Regions from separate parts of the Mus musculus genome. Here all the other regions are linked to region 4. The links are chromatin contacts, called in public ChIA-PET, HiChIP or PLAC-seq and promoter capture Hi-C maps. All regions are on one chromosome and are shown on one strand. Each heading gives the region's core, a stretch centred on a gene start, on an enhancer-like site or on the middle of the called end of the contact. The rest is flanking DNA. Distances are from core to core; before and after follow the strand shown. Region 1 holds the start of B3gnt4 (UDP-GlcNAc:betaGal beta-1,3-N-acetylglucosaminyltransferase 4). Region 2 overlaps Kntc1 (kinetochore associated 1). Region 3 holds the start of Lrrc43 (leucine rich repeat containing 43). Region 4 holds the start of Clip1 (CAP-GLY domain containing linker protein 1).

The links. Promoter capture Hi-C pulls out the DNA fragments that hold promoters and counts their contacts. ChIA-PET counts read pairs in DNA pulled down with a chosen protein or histone mark. HiChIP or PLAC-seq counts read pairs in DNA pulled down with a chosen protein or histone mark.
Region 1: a contact with region 4 is called in an RNA polymerase II ChIA-PET map of effector CD8 T cells, with 15 read pairs. The contact joins the promoter of B3gnt4 here to the promoter of Clip1 in region 4. A contact is called at or near these places in 2 of 39 promoter capture datasets (embryonic stem cells and hematopoietic stem and progenitor cells), 1 of 484 Hi-C or Micro-C datasets (Sertoli cells), 2 of 115 datasets of contacts at active chromatin or transcription factors (effector CD8 T cells and embryonic stem cells) and 2 of 9 other capture datasets (embryonic stem cells and pancreatic islet).
Region 2: a promoter capture Hi-C map of hippocampal neurons shows a contact between it and region 4, with 2.8 times the contacts expected there. The contact joins the enhancer-like site here to the promoter of Clip1 in region 4. A contact is called at or near these places in 4 of 39 promoter capture datasets (embryonic stem cells, hippocampal neurons and pre-B cells), 1 of 15 datasets of contacts at CTCF or cohesin (stem cell-derived epiblast-like cells), 1 of 115 datasets of contacts at active chromatin or transcription factors (pancreatic cancer cells) and 3 of 9 other capture datasets (adipose tissue, liver and pancreatic islet).
Region 3: an H3K4me3 HiChIP or PLAC-seq map of embryonic stem cells shows a contact between it and region 4, with 13 read pairs. The contact joins the promoter of Lrrc43 here to the promoter of Clip1 in region 4. A contact is called at or near these places in 3 of 115 datasets of contacts at active chromatin or transcription factors (effector CD8 T cells, embryonic stem cells and memory CD8 T cells) and 2 of 9 other capture datasets (adipose tissue and embryonic stem cells).

What each region holds. Positions count from the first base shown.
Region 1 is chr5:123,507,202-123,509,901 of GRCm38.p6, forward strand. B3gnt4 (UDP-GlcNAc:betaGal beta-1,3-N-acetylglucosaminyltransferase 4) reads left to right here and starts at 1,281. Exons shown (of 2, transcript NM_001382854.1): 1 at 1,281-1,318. Lrrc43 (leucine rich repeat containing 43) reads left to right here. Exons shown (of 12, transcript NM_001033461.3): 12 at 840-1,004. The coding sequence ends at 967.
Region 2 is chr5:123,818,115-123,820,814 of GRCm38.p6, forward strand. It overlaps Kntc1 (kinetochore associated 1), which reads left to right. Exons shown (of 64, transcript NM_001042421.1): 61 at 337-426; 62 at 882-1,027; 63 at 1,756-1,846. Among named protein-coding and RNA genes, the nearest start is that of Hcar2, 46 kb to the right of the region's middle. Within about 2 kb of position 1,352, at least 54 of the 459 cell types and tissues checked have an H3K27ac peak or open chromatin away from gene starts, as enhancers often do. A contact at or near this core is called in adipose tissue, hippocampal neurons, pancreatic cancer cells and 1 more, where this site is marked.
Region 3 is chr5:123,487,968-123,490,667 of GRCm38.p6, forward strand. Lrrc43 (leucine rich repeat containing 43) reads left to right here and starts at 1,358. Exons shown (of 12, transcript NM_001033461.3): 1 at 1,358-1,506. The coding sequence starts at 1,363.
Region 4 is chr5:123,682,916-123,685,615 of GRCm38.p6, forward strand. It overlaps Clip1 (CAP-GLY domain containing linker protein 1), which reads right to left and starts at 1,446. Exons shown (of 24, transcript NM_019765.5): 1 at 1,337-1,446.

The DNA of each region.
Region 1 (2,700 bases), core at 31-2,530, 180 kb before region 4:
TCTCTCTTTCCATCCCAAACGCATTACCCCCCCCCCCCCCGCACATCAAATCTCTGCAGGATTAGGGGGAACCTTGTGGGGGGACTGGTACCACAGTCAGGCTACAGCTTTAGGGGAGAGCCTCTGCTACATTTGTTGGGGGGACCTACATGGTGACTGAGATGCACTGTATGCTCGTTGGTTGGTGGCTCAGACTCAGAGCTCCCAGGGGTCCAGGTTAGGTGAGGCTGTTGGCCTTCCTGTGGGGTTCCTATCCCCAGCGGAAGCCTCAATCCTTCTGCGGAAGCTTCAATCCTTCTTCCAACTCTTCCCCAGGAGTCGTCGACCTCCGTCCAATATCTGGCTGTGGGTATCTGCATCTGCTCAGTCAGCTGCTGTGTAGAGCTCCTCAGGGGATGGTGTCAGGGATTGGTGCTTGCCCATGGGATGAGTCTCAAGTTGGCTGGTTGTTGGCCATTCCTTCAGTCTCTGCTCCATCTTTGTCCCTCCATTTCTTTTAGAAAGGACAGATTTGGGGTCAAAAGTTTTGTGGGTGGGCTGGTGTCCTTATGCTTCCACTGGGGGTCCTGCCTGGCTACAGGAGGTGGCCTCCTCAGGTTCCATCTGTTAGTCATCTTGAAAGCAGCTAATTTCTTTCGCAACTCACACAGTTGGGGCTTATTGAATCAATGTATTCTTGATTGCAATTAACATACTAGGGCTGGATCTCTTTCGGAATTCCTCTAGGTTGGAGAACAGGGCTTGAATTCCCGGATGAAGGAGGAGTACGTCCCGAGTCGGGGAGACCTGCAGGCCGTTTGTCCCTTAGTACTCATCTGCTCGCATTTATATCTTCTCAGATAGGTCGAAAACGGTGCCTCCAACCATGGAAAGCGGGTACCAGCCAGAGCCACTGTCGGTGGAGGTCCAGATCCAGCTGCACCAGTACCGCTCGGTGGAGGAAGCATTCCTTAGCTTGATTGACTAGCAGGGAGAATAAAGGCTGCTCTGCAGCCGGAGCTTGAGAGTTTGTGTGGCCACTAGGGGAAGGGGCACGGCGCTGGCAGCCCAACGGGCGTGGGAAAGAGAGCGTTGCAGTTGCCAACGAGCCACAAGTGCGTCCTGGATAGACTGCAAGGTGGGGCGGAGTCCATGGCTCCGCCCCCAACGCGAAGCCCCGCCCCTCCTCCCTGAAGAGCCTCGCGGTTGCTCCATTTTGGAGCTCCGCCCTCTCTTTGGGACCCTGCCCCTGAAGACCCGCCCAGCGGGGGGTTCCTCGCGCTCCCGGCGAGATACTGCCCGGCTTTTGTGTCGGTGCGCGGTCCCCAGGGGTACTTAGGTAGGTCTTTGAGGGCGGGGATGGGGTGGTGAGGTCGCGCGGCCTGTGGCGCCTGGATCCCGTTGCCGGGAAGGAACCGCGTTCTGCCGGTGCCTCTGCTGGAGGGCTTTCTGTTGCCCGCCCCTCTGTCGCACGTCTGGGCTCGGCGGTTGCCCGGACACACCGCGCTGTGGGCTCCGACCACCGCAGCCCTCTAGATTCGGGTTGAAAGGATGGAGCTACCTGGGCCCTTTCCCCAGAGCCCGAGGCTGCCGACACCCCGAGGGCGAGGGCGCGGAGAGAGGACCCGGTCCCGCGGGACAGTGATTGGGGTAGGGAAGTGGGCTTTTCCGGGACTTTGGGTGGGTGTGGGGTGCGGGACACCGGGTTACGGGACAAACCAGAGCCCCCCTCATCGAGTGGCCGGATGGCAGCGGACTTACCAAACCTGCAAACCCCGAGTAGTTACAACTCTGTGGTCACACCATCCCCGCGAGGCTGCTGTGACCCTAACTAAGCCTTGCAGCTTAAGAGCTTTCTTGTAGCTTCAGTCCCCTTCGCCCCTCCAGGTCTTTCAGCCAAACAAGAATCACATTAAAACCATGGGCGCCCATTTAATCCTCAACTGTACCCTCAGGTGTTGCTCCTGAGCCTTGCAGGGAGGGCATTCCAGGTTCCTCTTGATGAACAGCATTCTAGGCGCCATATGCGCTCCTCGTCTTGAGATTTATCTGCGTGGCTCCTACTTCAGCTCAGAGCGTGGATGTTCTCTCTGCCTGTCACTTTTTGTCCCCTTGCTTCATGCACTTGCATAGCTATCCCAGGGTCTTGTGGCCTTTCCTCAATCACTTCATCCTTAGCAACATCTGGTCTATCATGCCTACTAGGATGTCCTTAGCTGCTTGGCTAATACTGGAGTTAGTAGGAGAGATGCTCTAGACATCTCTAGGGACAACAGGGTCGAAGTGACACTTTTTTTTTTTTTTTTTTTAAACTTAAGGATGGGAGAGAGATGGTAATGTGCATTCTGGGATTTGGCTGCTACACCTGTACCTCTGTTCCCTATATTAGGTGTGGCTCTGGCTCTGGCTGTGACTCCAGCCTCCAGGGGAAGAGGGCAAGGAGAGCTATCAGGTATAGCTCGGTTGTAGTGCTTGGATAGTGTGCATTTACCCAGCACCATATAAAGCCCCGCTTGTGAGCCCAGCACTGGGGAGGTGAGGCAGGTCGGTCAGGTTAACATCATCGACAGCCACACTGCAGGTCTGAGGTTTTTTGGGCATGAGGTTTATTTGGTAAAGTAGTAAGCATATGTCAAAGACCCTGCCTTGTGTGTGGGGTGTGCGTGTGTGTCAGAAAACTATTAGGCAGAACAGGCAGTGACAAATGACAGGAAGGAAAGT
Region 2 (2,700 bases), core at 102-2,601, 140 kb after region 4:
CAAGCCCAGTGACCCCCACTCTCCTTCATCTCTCCCGCCCCACAACCACCCTTCTTTCTTGAGACCAAGGTCTGGTGAGCCAGGCTGGCCTCAAATTCACTGTGTAGCCAAGGACAGCCTTCCCCCTGGTGAGTGCTGTGACTACAGGTACCCTTCACTGTGCTCAGTTTCTTAAGTCTGAAGCCAGAACATGGGGCTCGGTGCGTGCTGGGCGGACACTCTACCAAGTGCCCAGCTCCCAAATTTAAAAATCTTAAAGAATTTAAAAGCCTCCCAGACTTAACAGCACAGCATTACTATAACGCTTTTTAAAGTACGTTTTAATTTTTTTTTTAGAATTTTCTGAATTCCTGTGATGCTCGGATCATTTTACAGCAGATAGAAGAACATATGAACACTGGCCAGCTAGCAGGGTTTTCACATCAGGTAAGGACAATTCCCCTTCATTTTTGCTCTGTCTGATCATAGAAGGTGATTCTTATCCCCCAAATAGTCTTTCACTCTTAATCAAAAGCGTCAGGCACTGGCTGGGGATGTGACTTAGGGGTAAAGCGCTCCCCTAACGTACTCAAGAACCTGGATCCGGTCCCCAGCATCACGTGAAGATAGAAACGACAGGTGCCCTGGCTGGCTTGTTTACTGTTGTGCCCACTGGAGAATTGTGCCCATAAATATCGGCAATTAAATCTTCTTCCCCATTAAAAATAGAACCTGGGTGCACAACCGTCGGTTTCTGTTTGTGTGCTGCTAGGCTACGCCCTTTCTCCCAGAGGCTTAGTCCCAGCGCTCTAGTTATTCAGTTTCTGACTGCCGGAAACCTGTTTCGGCAAAGGGCTTACAATTAAACATATTTTAATATGATGATAACTGTCATCCCATAGATTGGAAGTCTGGTTCTGAATCATGTTGTAAATAAGAAGGAATTTGGGATTTTGGCAAAGACAAAGTATTTTCAGTTGTTGAAATGCCACGTGATAAACACCGGCAACGTCACTGAATTGGTAAACTATTTGGCAAATGACTTCAGGTAAGTTAATGATCAGTTTACTGTAGAACTTCTTAAAACGGATCTTGATTCTGCAGAAAGATGGCCGCTATAAAGCTGTTTGGCCGTAGCCGCCTATTGAGCCGTAGCGTTCCTACACATTCCCTGGAGTTCAGGCTCCTGCAGCTTGGAACCTTGGAACACGAATCCGTCATCCAGTAATTAAAGGAGTTGCCTGGATCCTCAAAATAGGTGTCTTCCTAGTCCCGCTCTGAACCCTAAATTACAACTTGATTCCTTAGACGCGTGCTTGGAGCACTGCTTGCTGGAGTTACATAACACGTGGCTCTTGCTAAGCTTGGCTAGCTCACTCTCCACACCCACAAGGGAAGGAACAGTGAGCTGCCTGGGCTGGAGCCACGACTGCATATGGGAAGGAAAAAGGAGGAGAGTACCAGCCGACACGGGAAGGGAACGTGTAGTCAGAGGCAGTGGCCACGGCTCTGTCGTCCGGGTGGTCACTCTGGGGTGCCCTGTCCCCTTCACACACCACGATTCTAGCTGTTAGTTCATCCTCAAACCCATGAGTACGTTGTCCTCTGTGAGGGAGTGACAGTTTGAGCTACAGTTGATTCGTACACTAGACCATATCTACGTGGAGAAGAATTCTGCTTGTGTACCTGGACATCGGTCTACATTGTCAACAGTCATCCCCACAGGAAGCTCTGGCCAGTCTCCTCACGCCTGCCTTGTTCTTTGTGGTTCCACAGTGTAGATGAAGCATCAGCGTTGATAAATGAGTATTCAAAGCATTGTGGGAAGCCTGTGCCAGCAGATGCAGCTCCCTGTGAGATCCTGCAGGTAAGCCAGCTGATAACTGCCTCACGTCCCACCTGAGACCATTTAGATACATTTGTTTATTTTTTATATATATACATACATACATACACTGTAGATGTTTACAGACACACCAGAAGAGGGCATCGGATCCCTTTACAGATGGTTGTGAGCTACCATTTGGTTGCTGGGAATTGAACTCAGGACCTCCAGAAGAGCAGTCAGTGCTCTTAACGGCTGAGCCATCTCTCCAGCCCTGGTTTGTTTTCTTTTTACATGTAAGACCTGGTCTTACATGTCGCTCTGGCTGTCATGAGCTCACTATGTGGTCCAAGCAGGCCTAGAACTCACTGAGATCCTCATGCCTCCGCCTCCTGAGTACTGGGATTAAAGGCGAGCACCACCACGGCCAACGTCGTTATCAACTACTATGTGCACATAGTTTTCTGTGTTCCCTTTGGTTCGCTGACACCAGCACCCCCATAAGCATGAGAAGTGAATCAGCTGTACTGGGATATTAGAGCCGCCATGATGTCACTAAAGCCCACAGGCTAAGTGACCTGCCTGAGTCATTTGCTGCCTAATGGCCCAGCTGTGACTGGAACCCCAGGGCCTCTTGGCATGCTACAGTGCACCTGTATTTAGTTACCGACCATAAAGAATGAGCTGTGTTCATGGCAGTTGGCTGTGTTCTGTGACTGTGTTGGTCAGACACTGTAGTGACAAATCCTAAGGAGCAAAGGCTTGTTTCCAAGACTGCAGGCCAGGGCCACTGGCTCCTCAGCCTGTGACAAGGCAATGTGACTGATGTCACCAAGCTGCTGGTCAGGGGTGGGAAACTCCTGTCTAGGCACAGCCTTTAGCAAGCCGAGAGTCCT
Region 3 (2,700 bases), core at 108-2,607, 200 kb before region 4:
GGGTAGAAGTCTCCCTGTGGCATCGAGGAAAAAGCGAGAGTAGACTGCACTGTCTTGAAGCATGGGTGAGAGAGAAAACAAAGGATCGGGGGAGTGGGCTTGAAGTCCCAGAGGATTCTTGGATGTGGCTTTTCCGTCGTGCATCTTAGGGTCACCGGAAGATCCCGAACTGACCATATTCCGAAGCCAGAGGGAAGTTCATTAACTGGGGGACTGGGGAGATGGCTGAGCAGTTATGAGCACAGGCTGCTGCTCTTGCAGAGGACCCCAGGTCACTTCCCAGGACTGACATGGTTGCTCTAGTCCTAGAGAGTACAAAATAATCTCTTCTGGTTCTATAGACACTAGACTTGTACGAATAGACATGCAGGCAAAACCCTCAGACAGGTAAATGTTAAGAGGGGCAGCATAAAGTCTGGTGCATGATAAAACAGGCATGAAGCCAGGCCTGGTGGCACATGCTTGGAGCCCCAGCAGTCAGGAGGCAGAAGCAGAAGGGTCAGATCAAGGTCCTTCATGGCTATCTAGGGAGTCTGAGACCAGCCTGGGATGGCATCATAAGTGAGAAGATGTAAAGAACAGATCTTTCCTACCCCCGGAGGAAGTTAAATGCATAGGTGTACAAAGTGCATCACTGTTTGTCATTGGATAAGCAGATGATACAGTGGTGTTTGCTTTGTGTTTTGCTTTGTTTTTCCCCCAAAACAGTGTTTCTGTGCATAGCCCTGGCTGTCCTGAAACTCACTCTGTAGACCAGGCTGATCTGGAACTCAGAGATCTGCCTGCCTCTGCTTCCTAAGTGCTGGGATTAAAAGTGTGCGCTACTCCACTGGGCTTTGCTTCCTGGTTTTTAAGTTGAGGGAAAGTGATTAGATCACTGGTAAACCCCAGATTACAATTGCACTGTAGAGATACACCAAAAAAAAAAAAAAAAAAAAAAAAATCACAGATTTGTGCCTTGGAATGAGTGAGTCTTATGGTACCCAAAATCATACATCTTGTTACATTTCCAGTTAAGAGTCATCTCCCATTAATTTCACAGACCACAGGTGGGGACCCCTGCTGTGTGGCGGAGCTACAAGGGATGGCAAGATAAGATTGGATGATTCCCTAATTGGAGTCTTAAAATGCTTAACATTGGACTAATTTTTCTTTAGATCTGCCAAATGGGAACAGCAGTCAGCACTTTGTACAGACAATCAAGATTATTCTAAGAGGCGTCCACCACTTGTTTTTGCAAGGTACCTCAGCCAGCCTGGGTAGGAGCTTAGCTGGGGGTCTCTGATACTGAGGAAGTTGGCTTCCACGCACCCAGGGTAACGCGTCTGGCCGTTGCCTAGCAACGAGCTGTCCTCGCACAGCATGGAGACCAGCGAGTCCAGCACTAGCGACTACAGACAGACCGAGGGCGAGGGCGAGGGTGTACCGGGGACCTTGAGCACGGCTGTGTGTGAGCACCTGCGGAAGTTGTGTCTGCGCGAATTCCCGTGTGGCATCGGGAGCTGGGTGCGTGCCCCCCACCCCCACCCCCACCCCCACCCCGGGGACTGGGACTAAGAAGGGAAGGATCCAGCAGGGGCGGAGCTGGGACTGGACCAGAATAGCCGCAGGGAATGTACTAAAGTAGGTGGTACCTAGCTGGGAGCTGGGCTGCCTAGGAGTCAGTAGATGCTCACATACAAGTTTGAGGCCCGAAGGGAGGTTTGGATGTGGTCTTTTCAGCACTGGCTGATTTGAGGGTTGGGGTGGACTCTGGAGGCTGGAACATTGAAAGAATGCAGGTACCAAGTGCCCACCTTGTCGTGAGAGAACCCACCAGGAATGGACTGATCCAGCACATCAGGCATACCTTTGACCTCATGCTAGCCTACAACAGCTGGTTGACCAAGCTCCAGATGTCAGGCATCCCTGAGACTTAAAGAGCTTTGGTCTTGAACAGTTTGCTCTGTAGCCCCTCATGAGAGGTGGAGAAAATGTTTTTTTCTGGTGTTCTGGGCCACGGGGCTAGCTTTCGCCGTTCTGAGGTCTCATGTGGAAAAGGTCTCCTGCCCCTCCTGCAGCTGTGCTGAACTCAGGAAGCCTAAGGCGCTGCACAACCTCTGCCCTGCTTCCAGGCTGAGGGGAGACAGAGAAATACAGCCAAGGGCGTAGCCAGCACAGCTGGGGAAAACATCTGGTCCGACAGGGCACGAAGGTCACTTTTCCTATTACTTCAGCTTGTACACTCTTCCTACTCAGTACGCAGAGGAAACGCTGTCCTCAGCTGGGTGCACAGTGTAGGATTGGATTTAGAGGCCCATCAAATGTGTCCTGAGAGGCTAGAACCAGCATGATGGTGTTGGCTGTCAGTTGTGGCCCCCCTCCCTCTACACTAAGTAAAACAGAAAAACAGTCCTTCCCCCTGTAGAGGCACATAGGTACCCATCAGGGAAACTCTCCATTTGTTTAGGCCACAGGTGCAGGTTGAATGACTACTCTGTGCAAGTCACTGTGCTAAGTTTAGGGCTTACGGCTCCAAGGGTGTATCTAGGGAGAGAGGTTCACCTTGCCGCATCTTCGGGAAGCCTTCCCTCTGTGAAGTCTCACTTAACCAGATTGCCCACCAAGCCTCCTTCCTGTACACAGCTATATAGGTGCTGGGTCAAAACGCAATCTCCTTTTTAATTTATTTTTAAAAGATTGATTACATTATTTTTAATG
Region 4 (2,700 bases), core at 196-2,695:
ACTGGGAGCCACAATTAGGAATAATAATCATAAAATCCTAGCATGAGAATCACCAAAGCACCACCGCATAAATACTAACAGAGCCCCAAGCAGACAGACAGACACAGTCCTGGGCCTAGAAGAGGCTAGACTGCCGACTCACACCAAAATGAAAAAAAACAAAAACAAAAACAAAAAAAAAACCAAGGAAATGACAGAAACATATCCACTGTCTTAATAAATAAATAAGTAAATAAATAGAAACAGTAGTTGGCAAGTTTTTGCTAAAAAATGGGTATGCACGTGGATTCCAGACTTAACGAGTCATTTCTTCATACCAGAGAGGTGGGGCTGGGCAGGGAGGAAGGGGGTGGTGTGCGGTTTCTGCCAGATGGGAAAAGCCACATGAAGCGGAGAGACTACGGGATGTCAGGGCAGGACTCCAGACTCAGAAAAAAATAAAAATAAATAAAAATTAAATAAATTAATCCGATATTCTGTTGTTCTCTCCCCAATAACGCAACACCTCCAGGTTCGAGACAAACCACAAGGCTCTCTGCTTTTAAAATAGTCACCCCATCCCCACCCCCAACCCCGAACAAGTGTCATCTGTCTTCCGCGCCAACCCCCGACCGCGCTGGCAGGTTCGGGTTACCGGGCAGCGGTGATTTCAGAGATCTGGCACCCTGTTTCGCCCTTCTACCTTCACAGAGAATCACGCTCCAGGGGTCTGAAGGAAAACAAAAGCCCGGGGCCGAACAGCCAGGGACCGGGAACCGGGGCCCGAGCCGGGCCGGGCTGAGCCCGAGCGCCACGGGGCAAGGGCGCCCTCCATGCCGGCTCGCGGCCGGCCACCCGGCGTCCCGGGCCTGCCCGAGGAAAGCTCGCCCAGATGGCGAGCGGCGGGAGGCGTCCAGGGCAACAGGTCGAACCGGACCCGCGGCCTCTGGGAGCGACGGAGCCGTCCCCGGAACCTCCCCCTCCAAGAGCTGGGGAAGAGGACGCGGGCTCCTCCGAGAACGGCTCCCGAGGCGGCGCAGGGACAAGGAGTCCACGCTCCATCTTGAGGCGGCGGGAGGAAGGCAGGCAAGGCCCCGGGCCGCGGCTGCCAGGGCCCGGACGCGCGCGGCTCGCACGCAGCCAGCCTTCCCCGCAGCCACGCTCTCCCCGCGCCCGCCACCCTCCCGGGTGCGTCCGCGGCTCCTCGGCCGCCGTCCCGGTGCGTGGCGGGAGCTTGAGACGAGCCTTCCCTCCCGGCGTTTCCCTCCCGGATCCCCGGGCGGCGGGAAGGAGCGGAGGGAGAACGGGTGGGACGGCGAGGAAGGAGAGATGGAGATGGGGCCCGCGCTTCGCTCACCGCCTGGGACGCCGCTGGTCGCCGTCACCTGCCTCCCAGCAGCAGCAGCAGCAGCCGCCGCGGCCGCCGCCTCCCGCCTCCCCGGCTCTTCGGCTCGGGGCGGGGAAGAGAACGTGACGCGCTGCCGCCGCCGCCGCGGGGCCGGGAGAAGACGCCGCGCCGCCCCTCCCCGTGCCCGGGCCGCTGCCGCCCGCGAGCTCCCCTGCCGCCCCTTTGTCTGCCTGCTCCCCTTGCGAGCCCCTAAATCCTCCACGATAAGGAGCAAGATGCCGGGGGACGGACCGAAGGGCCTGCAGACGCGGGTGCCTTGGCATTTCAGGCTTCTCCCTGTTTCCTAGCCAAGTGTGCCCAGAATATGCAAGTCACCCCGGATGGCTACCCGTAGACTGGACCAACCGCAGCCTGCCGTTTGGGGATGGGATGGGGTGCGGTTGGAGAGTGGGGGAGCTGATTGATTTCATTGACCTCCCTTTCCCGCCTAGAGCAGGGTGATAAATCCGTTGCCCCAAGTTGGAAGGGAGATGCCCATAGGCAAGCTCAGCTTGGGATGAACGGTCTCTGCTCTCCAGGAAATCACTGAGGGGTTAAAAAAAAAAAATCCTTTGAGATGAGCCCAGGGCTGCAGCCCAGTTAGTTTAAGAAAAGCGTCTTTTATTCGCCCCAGTCGTTTGGACAGAAGCCCAGGTTAATGTCCCGTTCGGGCTCCTCCCCAAGCAGGGATCCCCTTGTCAAGCTTTTGAAAGGGACTGGAGAGGACGCTGCAACAGCCGGCTCAGGGCTGCGCTAGCAGAGGGCGGCCAGCATTTCGCTCCCATGGACCATGGCAACCCCAGAAGTTTTGCAGCTCCCGGCAGAAATCTGCAGCTGTTGGAAGCCCAGGTTTCTGCAGTGACTCAGTATTGATGGAGAAGGGGCCAAGGAGGAAATATTCTGAAGGGCGACCTCCCTTCTTGACCTTTATTTAAAACACCATTGTGTCTGGGCAAACAGGCACCTCAGAGAGCCCAAGAAGGGAACTCCACTGGAAATGCACAAAGTAAATTTCATCTGCAGACCCTCCTGTCCATTTAAGCCTTAAATCACACACACACAAAAATAATCTATTATTCCACCTGAGCCTGATATGTGAGCTCCAAGGTCAAGAGGTGAGAGTACCCTGGGAACCCAGAATTCATTCCTACTTAGGCAAGCAATACTTACCCGCTGATCTGAGTACAATTCAACTCTGTTTTTCCTCTCTTGGTTATTCCAGATGGTTTCTGTGTGTAATAGCCTTGGCTGTCCTGGAACTCTCTTTGTAGACCAGGCTGGCCTCAAACACAGAGATTTGCCTGCCTCTGCCTCCTGAGTTCCAGGACAGCCAG